Regions from separate parts of the Mus musculus genome. Here regions 1, 3 and 4 are each linked to region 2. The links are chromatin contacts, called in public Hi-C and promoter capture Hi-C maps. All regions are on one chromosome and are shown on one strand. Each heading gives the region's core, a stretch centred on a gene start, on an enhancer-like site or on the middle of the called end of the contact. The rest is flanking DNA. Distances are from core to core; before and after follow the strand shown.

The links. Promoter capture Hi-C pulls out the DNA fragments that hold promoters and counts their contacts. Hi-C and Micro-C count contacts between places; a contact is called where the count stands out from the background.
Region 1: a promoter capture Hi-C map of 3T3-L1-derived adipocytes shows a contact between it and region 2, with 3 times the contacts expected there. The contact joins the enhancer-like site here to the promoter of Fbxo11 in region 2. A contact is called at or near these places in 5 of 39 promoter capture datasets (the 3T3-L1 cell line, 3T3-L1-derived adipocytes, the C10 cell line and 1 more), 3 of 484 Hi-C or Micro-C datasets (muscle stem cells, nephron progenitors and uterus), 2 of 115 datasets of contacts at active chromatin or transcription factors (bone marrow-derived macrophages and fibro-adipogenic progenitors) and 1 of 9 other capture datasets (adipose tissue).
Region 3: a Hi-C map of uterus shows a contact between it and region 2. The contact joins the enhancer-like site here to the promoter of Fbxo11 in region 2. A contact is called at or near these places in 5 of 39 promoter capture datasets (the C10 cell line, cranial neural crest, frontonasal cranial neural crest and 2 more), 5 of 484 Hi-C or Micro-C datasets (cerebellar granule neurons, muscle stem cells, nephron progenitors and 1 more), 6 of 115 datasets of contacts at active chromatin or transcription factors (CD8 T cells, bone marrow-derived macrophages, craniofacial prominence and 3 more) and 1 of 9 other capture datasets (adipose tissue).
Region 4: a contact with region 2 is called in a promoter capture Hi-C map of 3T3-L1-derived adipocytes, with 6 times the contacts expected there. The contact joins the promoter of 1700116H05Rik here to the promoter of Fbxo11 in region 2. A contact is called at or near these places in 10 of 39 promoter capture datasets (the 3T3-L1 cell line, 3T3-L1-derived adipocytes, the C10 cell line and 6 more), 7 of 484 Hi-C or Micro-C datasets (the Ba/F3 cell line, the C2C12 cell line, adipose-derived mesenchymal stem cells and 4 more), 5 of 115 datasets of contacts at active chromatin or transcription factors (astrocytes, embryonic forebrain, embryonic stem cells and 2 more) and 1 of 9 other capture datasets (adipose tissue).

Annotation. Positions count from the first base shown.
Region 1 is chr17:88,193,864-88,197,137 of GRCm38.p6, reverse strand. No RefSeq gene overlaps it. Among named protein-coding and RNA genes, the nearest start is that of Gm31499, 33 kb to the right of the region's middle. Within about 2 kb of position 1,672, at least 89 of the 459 cell types and tissues checked have an H3K27ac peak or open chromatin away from gene starts, as enhancers often do. A contact at or near this core is called in 3T3-L1-derived adipocytes, fibro-adipogenic progenitors, muscle stem cells and 1 more, where this site is marked.
Region 2 is chr17:88,064,744-88,068,291 of GRCm38.p6, reverse strand. It overlaps Fbxo11 (F-box protein 11), which reads left to right and starts at 2,247. Exons shown (of 23, transcript NM_001081034.3): 1 at 2,247-3,283. The coding sequence starts at 3,040. It overlaps Gm45950 (a long non-coding RNA gene), which reads right to left and starts at 2,167. Exons shown (of 2, transcript XR_385899.1): 1 at 1,725-2,167.
Region 3 is chr17:88,212,895-88,216,450 of GRCm38.p6, reverse strand. No RefSeq gene overlaps it. Among named protein-coding and RNA genes, the nearest start is that of Gm31499, 53 kb to the right of the region's middle. Within about 2 kb of position 1,445, at least 9 of the 459 cell types and tissues checked have an H3K27ac peak or open chromatin away from gene starts, as enhancers often do. A contact at or near this core is called in muscle stem cells and uterus, where this site is marked.
Region 4 is chr17:88,305,588-88,309,093 of GRCm38.p6, reverse strand. 1700116H05Rik (a long non-coding RNA gene) reads left to right here and starts at 1,522. Exons shown (of 4, transcript XR_001782254.2): 1 at 1,522-3,506. The region is part of intron 3 of Gm31615 (a long non-coding RNA gene); the gene reads left to right.

The sequences.
Region 1 (3,274 bases), core at 423-2,922, 130 kb before region 2:
AAATTGAGGCCAGGTTCTCTGCAAGAGCAACCAGTGCTCTTAACCACTGAGATATCTCTCTAGCCCCTTCAATATCTATATCTGTATCTGTATCTGTATCTGTATCTGTATCTGTATCTGTATCTGTATCTGTATCTATCTGTATCTGTATCTGTATCTGTATCTGTATCTGTATCTGTATCTGTATCTATCTGTATCTGTATCTGTATCTGTATCTGTATCTGTATCTATCTGTATCTGTATCTGTATCTGTATCTGTATCTGTATCTATATCTGTATCTATATCTATCAGCAGCTCCCATTGCTCTCCCCTTCATTTCTGGCTCGACAATCCAGCTAGAAAGGAGCAGCAATAATGAATGTGGGCTGAGAGCGTTTGTTACACCCTGAGGACTCCTCTCAGCAGCACCACCCAGGTGGCCATTGCTGAGCCTCCACATGCTGTTCCACTGCTCTGACTAAGTAGCTTTGAACATGAGCCCAGTGCCCCACTAAATTATGGGAAATAAATTCTGTGGTCAAATGCAATAATATATAAAATACAATGGCTTGGAATAAAAATTATCTGACAAGTCACAACAGATAGGGCAGGGATCTTGCAAGCAAAAAAAAAAAAAAAAAAAAAAAAAAAAAAAAGCAACTCCATATCTAGTTTCTATGAGTGCTATGCTTTTCCTGACAGAGCAGGCCCACATAATTAACTTGCTGCCATGTAGCTGGTGAATGCGAATTCATTAGTGTGTTGCTGAGCCCAGGGCTTCTTTGACTCACTGGCTATGTGCTCAATAGCCCATTGGGAATACCAGCAGTGATGGGAAAGGATGGCTGCCATCACAGAAACATTCGTTTCACCTGATCGACATTGTGACATTGCAGTCTGAGCCTCCCTTTCCAGGCTTTCAGATGAGACACAAATGCCATCAGCCTCTGGGCTCACGTGGAGAGGTCTGTGTAAAGGCTGCTTCCTCACACACCAGTTTTCCAGTTGTGTACCCACCAAGCCTCTGACTGTGTAAACAAACCATTAACTGTAGCCAGTGAATTGATGGCTCAAAACACCTGGCCAACTAGCATTTCAGGCAGAGAACTACCACGTGCTCTGCTCAAAGTCCGGTCCAATGAAAAGCTTTCTTTATACTGCTGTCTGTCACCTTTCCAAGGTGGTTGTGCAGCTGTGGTCTGTCTCTCTCTCAAGTGACACCTACAAATCAGGAGAACCGATTATAAACTGGCCTCGAGCATTCTCTTCCACAGTCATAGGCTCAGGCTACCAATAGCATGAGGTGGGGAATGTTCACAACTGACCTATTTCCTCACACAACTTGACCTTCAACCCACTCCAGTCTCCCTCAAAGCTTTCATGCCTTTTCACAAAGCCACTGGCAACTTTCAGACTTGGTAGGCCAAACGATACCCATGCGAGGAATAGCTCTTTCACATGGTAACTTGGTAGTTCCCCACCAAGTGCTCAGTCTCTAAGGCCTAGCAGCAGGCCACAACTTGTTCTCCAAAGGAGAAGTGTTATTCCCAGCATGTGGTATCACTTAACTAAACATTTCCAAGGATCTGAGCTATGATTCACCAAGGCAACTTGCCAAAGACTCCTAGCGCATCCTTACATCTCCAGAATCATTCTATCTGATGAGTCACATGGGCCAGCGATGAGTCACATGACCCAAATGAGTGGAACAGTTTGCACAGCAGCCTGACCTAGTCTAGGGACTGCTCTCATTCTGAGCATTACTCAAAACAGGCATTTTCTAGCCACTAAGCAAATTAGTCAAAGATGAATGTCCAAGTGTGAAATACATTACCACCAAAAGCCCAAGAGACCCAGGAGACCTTGTGCCTCTTAGTGGTGGGAAGACCTTGAACCAATAACTTAACTGTCACCAGAGAAAACTAATATCTTCATACCTCAGATAACTGGACCCTTATGACTTTCACCAAAGCAGCAGTCCTCGAGTTTCCATGGAGTATATCTCCTACTCTCCACACATGAAGTGTGCCTAGAACTTTCTGTTTACTGTGCCCATTAAACATGTCATTAATGTAATAGACCAGTGCCATGTCCCATGGAAGGGAAAGGCAGTCAGGACACTGTGGAGTTGATTCCTGCTGGCCTGGACAGGTTGTTCACTCCTGAGACGGCCTGGTGAAGACAGATTAGGCAAGGTCAACTTCTGAGAGCTTCAGGAACAGGTAAAAAGAAAAAGCACGTGCCACCAGATATCTGACCATGCCACATCTAGAAACAACTACAACTGGAGTTACTGCCTGGGTCAGTTTAAGACAGTCCACTGTCACTCGTGTGGAGTCATGGCCTCTGTGTGCTTTGCAAGCGCCAGTCAGGTAAGTCCTCCAAGGATGCAGAACTGCTTTCAGAGCGCTGTTTCCCAAGAGGCCTCCACAAGGGCCATTGTCTCTTATCACAATAGCCCTTCTTCCTCAACTCGGGGAACTGTTTTGGGTATGTCTCGTTGCTAAGTATATCTATCCCAAGCATGCGTTCTATGCCGAGGAAAGTAACCAACAGAACAGGTTTAGGGGTAACCTGAGCCCACTGTGAGAGGAGTCTGAGCCAGCTAGAACGTCTCTACTTCTTAATATCAAATCCCTCCGAATGTAAAAACAAGTTAAACATGTATTATCTTGTAATTTCTGTTGGTCAAAAACCTAGAAACAGCTTCATTGGTGTCTGGCACAAGGCCTCTCAGAAGATAACAGCCAAGTCGTCGCCTGGGGCTATAGTTTTCTCCAGACTTGGCTGGGGAGGACAGATCTCCCAAATCCACTCACCGGGTGTTTGGCAGGTGAAATGTCACTGAACTGCTATTCCAAGGACCCCAGATTCTCACAGCTGCCTCTTTATGAGGAGTGAGCATGTGGATGTGAGGGAATAGGGATCAAAAATTAGAACACATATCTGAGTAACTTAGAAATAAATATTGGAAGTCAACGTATCAAGTGGTGGTGCGCACATGATCCCAGCCCTTGGGGGGCAGAAACAGAAAGATGATGAGTTTTTGTCCAGATGGGGCTACACCGCAAGACCCTGTCTTTAAAAACATCAACAAAATGAGGGGTGTCTCCTCAGTCAGGAGCACTAGGCACCCTACCAGAAAACCAGGCTTCAATTCCCAGTGCTAACATGGCGGCTCACAACAAGTCTAGAGGCCTTGGAGGGCATGCAAGTAATACACAGACACGTGTGCAGGAAAAATCCATACAGAGGGGGAAAAATTAATGGAGTAATTTTAAAAAGCAGAAGAGG
Region 2 (3,548 bases), core at 998-3,497:
ATAATATGCTATTTTCCAGATTTTTAAAACTCTTCCCTCAATGCTTATTAAATCCAACCATAAACATTCATTTTCACCCAGCTAACAACCATAAATTATTTATTTATTTTAGTTTTTTTGAGACAGGGTTTCTCTGTAAAGCCCTGGCTGTCCTGGAACTCACTCTGTACAGCAGGCTGGCCTCAAACTCAGAAATCCACCTGTTTAATGTAATTAGAATTATGGACACAATTATAATATGCTACTTCCAGATTTTTAAAACTCTTCCCTCAATGTTTATTAAATCCAACCATAAATGCTCATTTTTACCCAGTTAACAACCATGACATTTTTAATACTGTTTATGTATTTAGTCAGATAGGATCTTGTTTCGCAGATCGGGATAGCCTAGAACTTGCTATCCCTTCTGCTTCAGCCTTCAGAATTCTGTGAATATAGGCTTTAGCTACTCATGCATGACTCGAATTGTTGGATTTTTTTTAATAAAATAATTTCTTAAGGTTTATGTGTGAGTTCTGCCTGCATGCAAGTCTGTACACCAAGTGCATGCCTGGTGCTTGCAGAGGCCAGAAGAGGGGGACAGATGCCCTAGAATTGGAGTTACAGATAGTTGGAGCTACCATGTGGTTGCTGGGACTGAAGTGAGACCTCTGGAAGGACAGCCAGTGCTCTTAAGGGATGAGCCATCTTTCTAGCCCCTCAAGATATTTTTCAAATAGCTGTCTTCACATACAGGTTTTGAAAAGATTGTGAGTCTTTGAAAATCACATGACCAAAAAAGAAAAAAAAAAACCCAGCAATTGTACATCATATGATAGGTTATTATTTAAATGGCAGGAGATGTCTGACATCTAGAAGGGTGATTTGCCAACAGTGGTGGCGAATGCCTTTAATCCCAGCACGTGGGAGGCAGAGGCAGGCGGATTTCTGAGTTAGAGGCCAGCCTGATCTACAGAATGAGTTCCAGGACAGCCAGGACTACACAGAGAAATTCTGTCTCAAAAAACCAAGAAAGAAAAAAGAAAAAAAAAAAGAAAAAGAAAAAAAGAAAAAAAGAAAAAAATCTGTAATTTACACATAGCACAATACCGTAGACTTACCTCTCCTGTGCGTCCCTTAGAATTCACTTTTCTCCCTCCCTTTCTGAAGCTTTGTAATGTTTTATCTATCTTAAGCCTAGAAAGCAATCAATGAAATTCAAGTAGAAAATCACTGACAGCTCCGAAATGAGGGAATCCAGAGATAAACCACTAGCTATGCAATAAGGAATAGTGAGCGGAGTACATTTTCAGTCTTCATAACGGCGGCCAGGGAATAGAAACACATTTTCCTTGGGGAGAGATTGTGCTAAGGGGACCAGACACAGATACAAAAGATTATTCCTCTCGGGGGTTTATCTTTCTTGACTTCGTGGGACCTAAAACAAAACCAATATAATCCATCACAACCTCCACCCGTTTTATTTTACTTCTTCCGGAACACCATGTAGACCACTTGCCCCCCCCCCCCCCCCAAAAAAAAAGCCTAAAGCAAACTAACTTGGTTAAAGATCTAAAACATTCTGAAAGTTTGGGCGACAAAAGCTGGAACCGACTCCAGACTCTCTCTTAAGTTCTCAGCAGAGCCGAAACAAGATTTCTTAAGGTTTGCAAATAAATCCCTTCAGCTGGACTAAAAACGCACAGAGCCTGGAGCGCTCCCTACAGCTGAGAGCTTGAACCTACCGAGCCCAGAAATCCGGAGTTACCCAAGACGGAGTCCCTCACTCCTTGTGGCGTTTAAGAGAACCAGGTGAAGGTTGGGGTGGAGGGAGGCTGAACCGGCAAAAGGCAGGATTAATCACTTCTCCCAATTGCATCAGCAGCCCCCGCCCTTCCTTCAGAGCACCTCCTATCCTAGAACCTTCGCTACGTACTGCCGCTCCTTCGCCCACCCCCGGCTCCATTATATGCCCTGATACCTCCCCATTATCACCCGCCCTGCCACACTCCCCCCTTTCCTCTTTCCTCCTCCTCCTCCTCCGTCGGGGAAGGAGGAAACCCGAGAGAGGAAACAGGGTGTTGGAGGAAGGGGGCTCCGCGATAAGAGAGGAGGCTCCATTGGCTCCGACACCGTACGGGCGCTTCCCATTGGTCAGGCCCCGCCGGAATCCACGCCCCCTCTGTCCCCGCCCCCGCCCCTCCCCCGCCGGCTCGCGGCCCTCCCCCCGCGCCCCCCGGCCAGCCCCGCGGCGGGGAGGGACCGACAGGGCTTGAGCGGAGAGGCTCCGGCGGTGTCAATGGCTCCTCCTGCCACGGAGCAGCAGCAGCAGCAGCAGCGGCAGCAGCAGCAGCGGCAGCGGCGGCGGCGGCGCTGGGGCTGAGGAGGGAAGGTTCCTTTAAGGAGGAGGAACGACGACGCCTCTTTTGCCCCTATCTCCTCCCTTTTACACTCATTTCCCCTTCGCCGAGGGTGGGGGTGGGGGGGGCGGAGGAGAGAGAAGAGGCCGAAGAAAGAGAAAATTCCTCGCAGGGCGCTCTTTCAGGGGGTGTGGGGGGAGGACGAGGAACGGAGGAGCCGGGCGCCCCCCGCGCGCTCCCGCCCCGCTCGGCTCGCCCTCTCCGAGATCGCCCGTCCGCCCACTCCCCCCGCCGCCGCCGCTGCCGGAGACGCCGCTCGGGAGTCGGCGGGCCCGGCTCGTCTGCTCGGCCGCCGCCGCGCTTCGCCTCGGGCTCCCCAGGCGGACGGACGCCCTTTCTTTCTTTCTCTTGCCCGGCCCGTCTCTCTGTCTGCGTCCCTCGCGGCCGCCCCGCCCGGCGGCCTCGGCCTTGCCCGTGCGCCAGGCCCGGCCGGCGGGCCTCGCTCAAGCTCCGGTGGTGCCCCCAGCCTCCCCGCGGAGCCGGGGGAAGCTCACGCCCGGTGGCCCCCCGGTCCCCGCGTCCCCGGCCGCCCCGCTCCTTCCCGCTCCCCACCCCCTTCCTCCCCGGCCCCGGAGCTCGCGGTGCGTGTGCGCGTGAGTGTGTGTGTCCCTCCGCCAACGCCGCCACCTCAGCCCGGCAAATGAACTCCGTCCGAGCCGCCAACCGGAGACCCAGGCGAGTGTCGCGGCCGCGCCCGGTGCAACAGCAGCAGCAGCAGCCCCCGCAGCAGCCGCCGCCGCAGCCGCCTCAGCAACAGCCGCCGCCGCAGCCGCCCCAGCAGCCGCCGCAGCAGCAGCCCCCGCCGCCGCCGCAGCAGCAGCCCCCGCCGCCGCCCCCGCCGCCTCCGCCGCCGCCTCAGGATCGGAACAACGCCGGCGAGAGGGGTAAGGCCGCGCTCGGGGCCTGGCTGGGCGGGCGGGAGGCCGGGCGGGGGCGGCGGCGGCGGCGGCGGCGCGCCCGGGGTGGGAGACGGAGGCCGAGCGGAGGCGGGTCCCACCGTGCCGCAGTGTTCGCCTGGGCCCGGCCCGGCCGGGCCTGGCCGGCAGGAAAAGCCGCGGCTGCGCGATCCGCCCGGGCTGCGGCTCAGGCCGCGCTTTGTTTGGTTTCGGGGCTGGCACCCTCCGTCCCCACCCCTCCTTGGGGCTTCCC
Region 3 (3,556 bases), core at 196-2,695, 150 kb before region 2:
TGTATGTGTGCAGGCATATCTGTATCTATGTACAGTGTGGTGTGTGTGGTGTGTGTGATGTGTTGTATAACTGTGGGAGTGGACAGTGTTTGTGTGCAGTGTGTAATGTTTGTGATCTTTGTGAAGTTAGGACATCATGGCTGTGTTGGCTTCATACAATAAGTAAGGGTATTTTTTATGCACTGGATAAGTTAAATCACAAAAAGAACACTTCTTCCTCAAAGGTTTAAAATTAGTAACTTGTTGAGTGATCTGAGACTAAGTAGCCCTGTCAATTTCTTCCACAAATTGCATTTAAAAAAAAATCTGAGTCAATTTTAGTAAGAATGTCTTTGAAAATCATCCATTCATTCTTGTGTATTAGAAAATTAGAAACAGCTGTTTTGGATATAATATCAAATAATAGTGCGGTATATTAAAAAGCTGTCCTCAAGTTAGTATGCAGAAAAAGAGAAGGGTTGAGGAGCAATTTTGGCACTGAGAACACCATAAAATGGTCAGCAGGGGAACAGGTCCCCCTAGGAAACTGCTTTATCTTTGACAAATAAAAATAGAAAAATATGGGTTCGGTGTATGGTGTAGATAGGTGGTAAAGAAGCACTCAAAAGTGACTATGATTCCGATCGGGGGACTAAATTCTTCTAACATGGCTACTCTTGCTTTCTCCGGCCTCACTGGCACTCTGGCTTTGTGTAATCAGAAAGACTTCATAGAGAGGCCACATGAACAAAAGAGAAAAGATTCCTAAAGACCGAACTCTTTAAGTGCCCACCTGAATCCTTGCTGAGTGGGAAAGTAGTGTAGTTTTCAGACTTGGGGAGCACTGGACCTATGTCCTTCCTGGGCGCACAGTTCCCTTCTTCCACTCTGAGCTTGAGAAGATGGTACGTTAGGATGTGCACAGAGGTCCAAGCATTCCCTGGCCCCTCATGATTGATGCCTTGCTTAATTTCTCGAAATCTCTTCCTTGGCTTTGGTCTGTCCAGAATCCGGGAAGCTCTGCTCTTGGGCTACACATTGGTGACAGTCCCGCCCTGACATTATGGGCCACTTCTTGAATATGGAGGCTGGAAGACCAATCTTAAACTCTCAAAGAGCTTAGACAGGAACTTAGCATGAATGTCCCATTCCCAACAGTGACAGTCCAGTTACTTTGTGTTGCCATTGTTTCCAGAGAATGCATCTGTCCCAGGTCCTCCAGAGAACCTTAAAATGAAATGGGCTTTTTATTTGGTTGGCTTTGCAGTCAATCGGAGCTGTAAGAACGGCAAGGGGTGTCACACCTGGAGAAATGGGTCCCTGAAGCCTGTGAGAGGATGCTGCGGGCACAGCGCGTTGTGATGGTTGATTTTATGTCAACCCGACTAGGCCGCCGGGAGTGCACTGCTAAGCTGTGGATCTTTTTCCTGGCTCCTCAGGGCAGACTCACTGGCTCTGTGATTCCTCAGACAGTTCTCTGGGGTGTTTCTGGGTTTCCAGTGATCACATGTGCTCGTGAAAAGAGGTTTTAGAGCCAGGCAGGCCTTGATCCAAAATTACAGACATGCCAAGTTTTCTGTAACCTTGAACTGGCTCTGAAACCTTTCTGAGCTGATATTCCATCGTCTACAAAGGCAGTCTGGCAGATGGAGTTTGCACAGATATCGGGAGGATTAAAGACAGTGCACAGGGTGTCTGCCATGCTGTAATGTTAGTTCTTAGGTCAGTCTCATATTTTTTTAAAAATATAAAATGAAAGAGCCAGGGACCTCCTGGACAGTGTCTCGCACTAAGATTACTGAGGTCTTCTGCCTCTGCCACTAAAAAGGAAACAAAGTTTGGGATCAAAATGAAAATCATCCAACATTCTAATACGGGGGATTGCACTAAAAATTATAAACTGCTGCCATGAGAAGCAGAATGCTCTGTAGATATTTGTTTAATATCTATTGGCACAGAACCACTGCACCATTCCATCAAGATAGTCTGGACTTGGAATCAATGCATCCATCCAGTTGTTTACATGATTCCCTTGGAATGTACAGAGGTGGACCCTTACCCTCCCACTTTCAGGCATCGGGCACTCAGCAGAGGGCATCAGAGTTGTGTGTGCTTAGTGGCCCTCTCTGTGAGGGAAGGGTTGCAAATTCTTGGACACTCCTCCAATAGAGAAACGAGCTTCAGTTCCCCTCCCCTTGACTCTGAGCCACCCAGCGGAGTGCAATGGAAGGAAAGTTATGCTGGTTCTGGGCCTAAACCCTGAGTGGCTGTTCTGCCAGGAAGATCACATGGAGATGCCATGACACTACATGGAGAAGAAGAGGACCCAGCCAAGCCAGCCATCCAGGCATTCCAGTTAAAGACCCAGGAAGGTTAGAAAATCCACTGTGGACCCTCCGAGCCAGAGCAGCGGCAGCTGAGTACCACTGCACAGTTCCAGCCAACGCCTGGTTGAACAGAAGAATCTTTGACTGGGAGCAGAAGTGTGTGTGACCCCAAAACAATGAAATACAAAATGGCTACTATTTCCAGACACTGAATGTGGTTTTGTTTATGTTTATTTTTCAATACCAATAAATGACCCTGAAGTAAAAGTGTGCCCTTGGGACTGCCTTTGTGAGGAGCCCACACAGAATTGGAAATGACTCAGTCCATTGGATCCTTTATTACACAGAGATTATACATATCCTTTTTTTGCTTGCTCACCAGAGGAGACTCAGGGTGGGTATGTAGGTAGGGGTGACACCCAAAGGCTGCCTCTCTGATTCAAATAGAAACTGACTGGTCAACTCCACCCCTTTGCCCTTGATCATCATCTTAAAATCTGCAACAATAAGGCTATGGAGAGGAAGAAAAATGTCATGTGGAAAGACAACCAAGAGGCAGGTTCAGATTGGTTGGCATCTAGGCAGAAGTCAGGCGAAAATCAAATCCTTCTTGTGGAGAAATGATCTAACCTTTAGCCACACTTAGGAAATGCTGCCCATTGTTCAACCTCACCCCACCTTAGAGGATAAGTCAAGACAAGCAGCTAATGGGCCAACAGAGCTCCTCCTCCCTTCCCAGTTAATTTCTGACCTTAGCTTCATAGATTCACTCACTCGGTGAGCAGGCATTAAGTGTTAAAGTGTAGGAAAAGCTAAGAAACATACTTTAGTGAAATACATACTTCACCCGCTTGGAGCACAAAATGAGATCCGTGTTTCCATAATCAAATCAGTAAAAGGCCACACCTCCATTCCAAGTATAAGGACTGTCTTGATGCATTCACAAAGCCTGCACATTCACTTAAAGCAACTGTTCCCAACCTTCCGAGTGCTGTGACCCTTTCATACAGCTCCTTATGCTGTCATAACCCCCAACCACAAAACTATTTTGTTGCTATTTCATAACTATAATTTTGCTACTATTGTGAATTGTAATGTAAATATATCTGATATGCTGGATATGTGATATGTAACTCCCAAAGAGCTCTCGAGCTACAGGTTGAGAACTGCTGATTTAAAGAAAGTCCATCCTATCTGTCTGCTGGGAAAAAAAAGCCACTCTCCACTGACCAGTGTTGCTCCTTCCTTCA
Region 4 (3,506 bases), core at 273-2,772, 240 kb before region 2:
GTTCCTTTGTGATTGGGCTACTTCACTCAGGGACTTGTTTTTTTCAAGTAAGGTTTCTCTCTGTGTAGCCCTGACTGTCCTGGAACTCCTTATGTAGATTAGGCTGGCCTTGAACTTAGAGATCTCCTTGCCTCTGTCTCCCAAGTGCTGGGACTAAAGGTGTGTTCCACTGCTGTCCGGCTAGGAGTTTAATTTTTATTAGATTTACAAGACTTAAGATCTTTGGTATTACTTATTAGAGAATATTATCTCTTGAGATAGAATCCATTAAAAGCTTGAATGCATTTGAAATATTTAAATGGGTTTAATTTACAAGTCCTGCAAATAATATAAAATATAATCAAAGGCCATTTCAGCAATCAAAGGTCATTTCACAGAAATATTAACAATTTGCTAGAGGATTGCATATGCTATTATAGTCTTTAAACTGAACTTAAAAGTTTAATGACTAGCTTTTTAAAAATTCTGTTACTTTAACAACTTGAATATTAATTTTTAAAAGTAAGATTCTTGTGTTCCCTGTGTTCAAAAAGCCACCCTCAGAGGCACAGGAAGTGAGCAGTTGGTGCTCTGTGAGGTCCTCGTGTGCTAGCTCCAGGGCTTTGTTTCAGGTTGGCTTGTGCAGGGCTCTGCTCAGCAGTGACAGGAACTACCCTCTCCTCGCTCATAAGAAGCAAACCACCAATGGTCAATAAAGCCATTGTCAAAATAAGGCTTTATGGCTCTCACTACAAAGAAAGTGACATAGTTTATTGTGGAGCCAAATGACCATGGCCCAGGAACATAGAATCAGTCTGCTCCTATCACCCTGTCCCAATATAATAACAGTTTCATGACGTGTTTACAGTTACAAACCAAATCATGGCCTTTTAATAATATAGACATGAATATCAGGTAGTTGGGTGTGGTGGTTTGAGTACGCCTTGCCATGGGAAACGTCATTATGAGGAGGTATGGCCTTGTTGAAACAGGTGAGGACGAGTGAGTCTTTTCTCGGCTGTCCTCAGATCTAGGTGTTGAACTCTTATCTTCAGCACCATGTCCGCCTGGACGCTGCCATGATGAAACTGGACTGAACCTCTGAACCTGTGAGCCAGCTACAATTAAATGTTTGCCTTTACTAGAGCTGCCTGGGTCATGACGTTCCTTTACAGCAACGGAACCCTAAAACACTGGGCCATAGCAAGTGAGGTAGCCTCCACCACAGGCCTCGTGCACTTTCTCATGACAGCCTTTGTGCTGTCAGAAGCTTGTGGTCTGTAAAGAATATTAGGACACAGAAGTGGACAATGGATGCCTATAAAGGGAGCTAAGACAACCCAAGATAACTTGGCTCTGGGCCTCCAACATGCTAACTCCGCAGTCTACCAGGCCCAGCAGGTAAAGTCTTGAACACAATCTAGCTTTCATCTCTTGCGACCTCAGTCTCATAACCAGCAGAGTTCCCATTGGTTCCCACTGGTCCCAATGGTCTTCAGCCTTTGGACATCGTTTTGTCTTTTAGCTTGGCAGGTGAGCCATGTTTTATTTTTATTATTTTAATATTATTGAGAAAACATTACATTTGACCTTGCCTGGCCCTCCTCCACCTCTCATCTGCTTCCCAGTGCATGGGAACACAGGACCCTTCCACTTAAAACATCTGTTCTGATCTTAATTTCCCCACTTTAACTATCATCATCACCAAAAGTGGTCCTGCCTCTCTGTGGCTTCAGGGGGGGAAGATGCCCCCCCCCCTACAGGTGACTCAGCAGAGTAGAGGGAAACCCTCAGCCACAGGTGGAGGGGGATTCACATGGAAAGTGATACCTTTCCTTTTAAACGGGGGAGGAGGGGACTGTCGAGGTCTCAGCAGGTTAGAGCACTTGCTATTGTTGCGAGGACCAGCATTGGGTTCCCACCTTTGATGTTAGGTGCTCACAGCTGCCTGTAACTCTAGCTCCAGGGGACTCTGGCACTTTTGACTTGCAATGATCCCTGCACACGTGTGGAATTATGCCCACAGGCACATAATTAAAGAACATGATAAAAAAAATAACATTTAAAAGCGCGAGGAAGTATGAATTGAGGGGAAATGGACTTGAAGACAGTTCCTGTCTTGTGGTAGAGAAATGGGGTCAGCGGGCGGCTCTGGGTTTGAGCGCTGCTTCATCACTGATCAGCTTTCTAGCCAGGAAAAAAAAAAATCACGGACAGGATTTCCAAGCCTCACTTCCTCCTAAGGAAAATGAGATTTTGCTCATTCATTCATTTTACTGATTTTGCAGTCCGGGCTCTTTTGCTTTTCAGTCATTGTGCGCGTGTGCGCGTGCGCGCGTGCGCACGTGCATGTGTGAGTTTTTTGTTGCCATGACTGCGGCAATTTATAGAAGAAAAAGTTTGTTTGCACTTAAGGTTCAAGGGTTAGAGTTCATGACGACAAAGCAGAGGCCTGGCAGCTGGCAGCTGAAGCTGAGGGCTCAGTGGGAATGGCCAAGGCTTTGAAATCTCAGAGTCCATCCTTACACCCCCAACTCCCGACCCCACCCCGTACTTCTTTCATCAAGGCTACACCTCCTAAGCTTCCTCAGCAGGAGACCAAGCACTCAGACGTCTGTGCCTGTGTGGGACATTCTCATTCAGACCTCCACAGTTTGTCTGTGTGACTCGGGAGCCAGCACAGTGTGGGTCTATCTACTGAACTCAGGCTTAGGGAGGAGAGCTGTACCTGCTGAGCCATCTCGCTGCCATCTCCGTAGTTCTGATAGAGAGAGAGAGCGCGACCTTCACACAAAGACAAACCGCTTCTAAAGCCTGGAGAAGAGTGCCCAGCACAAAGCGATTCTTCAGGAAAACTCTGCTGTTAAATTGTATACGAGTTCTAATTGCTAGCACTGCACTGCACTAATGATAAAAGAACCGTAGCAGCCCTTGGTGCTGAAAGGAAGGTGACCCACAATTACCCTCAGTGAGTTTCATTAGCAATGAAAAGGGCTCAAGGTCATGGTTGGGCCTCTAAATGGGCAGAAGAAAAATCACACAGGAAAAAAAATAATATAAGGCATTTTAACATGATGGAGCTTATGTTTAAGAGAAAGAGGATGTTTCCATTTAAACCTGAAGCGGGGGTTTATTTAAAGAGAAACAGGGACAGGGACAAAGGTGATTGTGCTGATGAGAGATAACAGGACAGCTTTCAGGGCACCTCCAGAGCAACCCCCACCCCAGGAGTCTCCAGTCCCGTTTCCCCAAACAAAGGAGAATTTTGGCTTTTTATAACCTTAGGGGAGTAGCAGAAGGTTTCCGTTCTGTATGGCCTATGTAACAGAGCCCTCAGAGGAGATGGGGATCAAATTGTGAAGCCTGTCACGTCACAATACAAACTGTTTTTTAACTCTCTGTCCCAGGACGCGTGGGGGGTGGGGAGGGGCATAGAGCTGTAGCCTAATTTAGGCTATAGGATCTGACTAGTGGGCCAAGAAAGACACAATGCTATCAAGAGAAGGGGGGAAGAGGAAGAGAGAGGG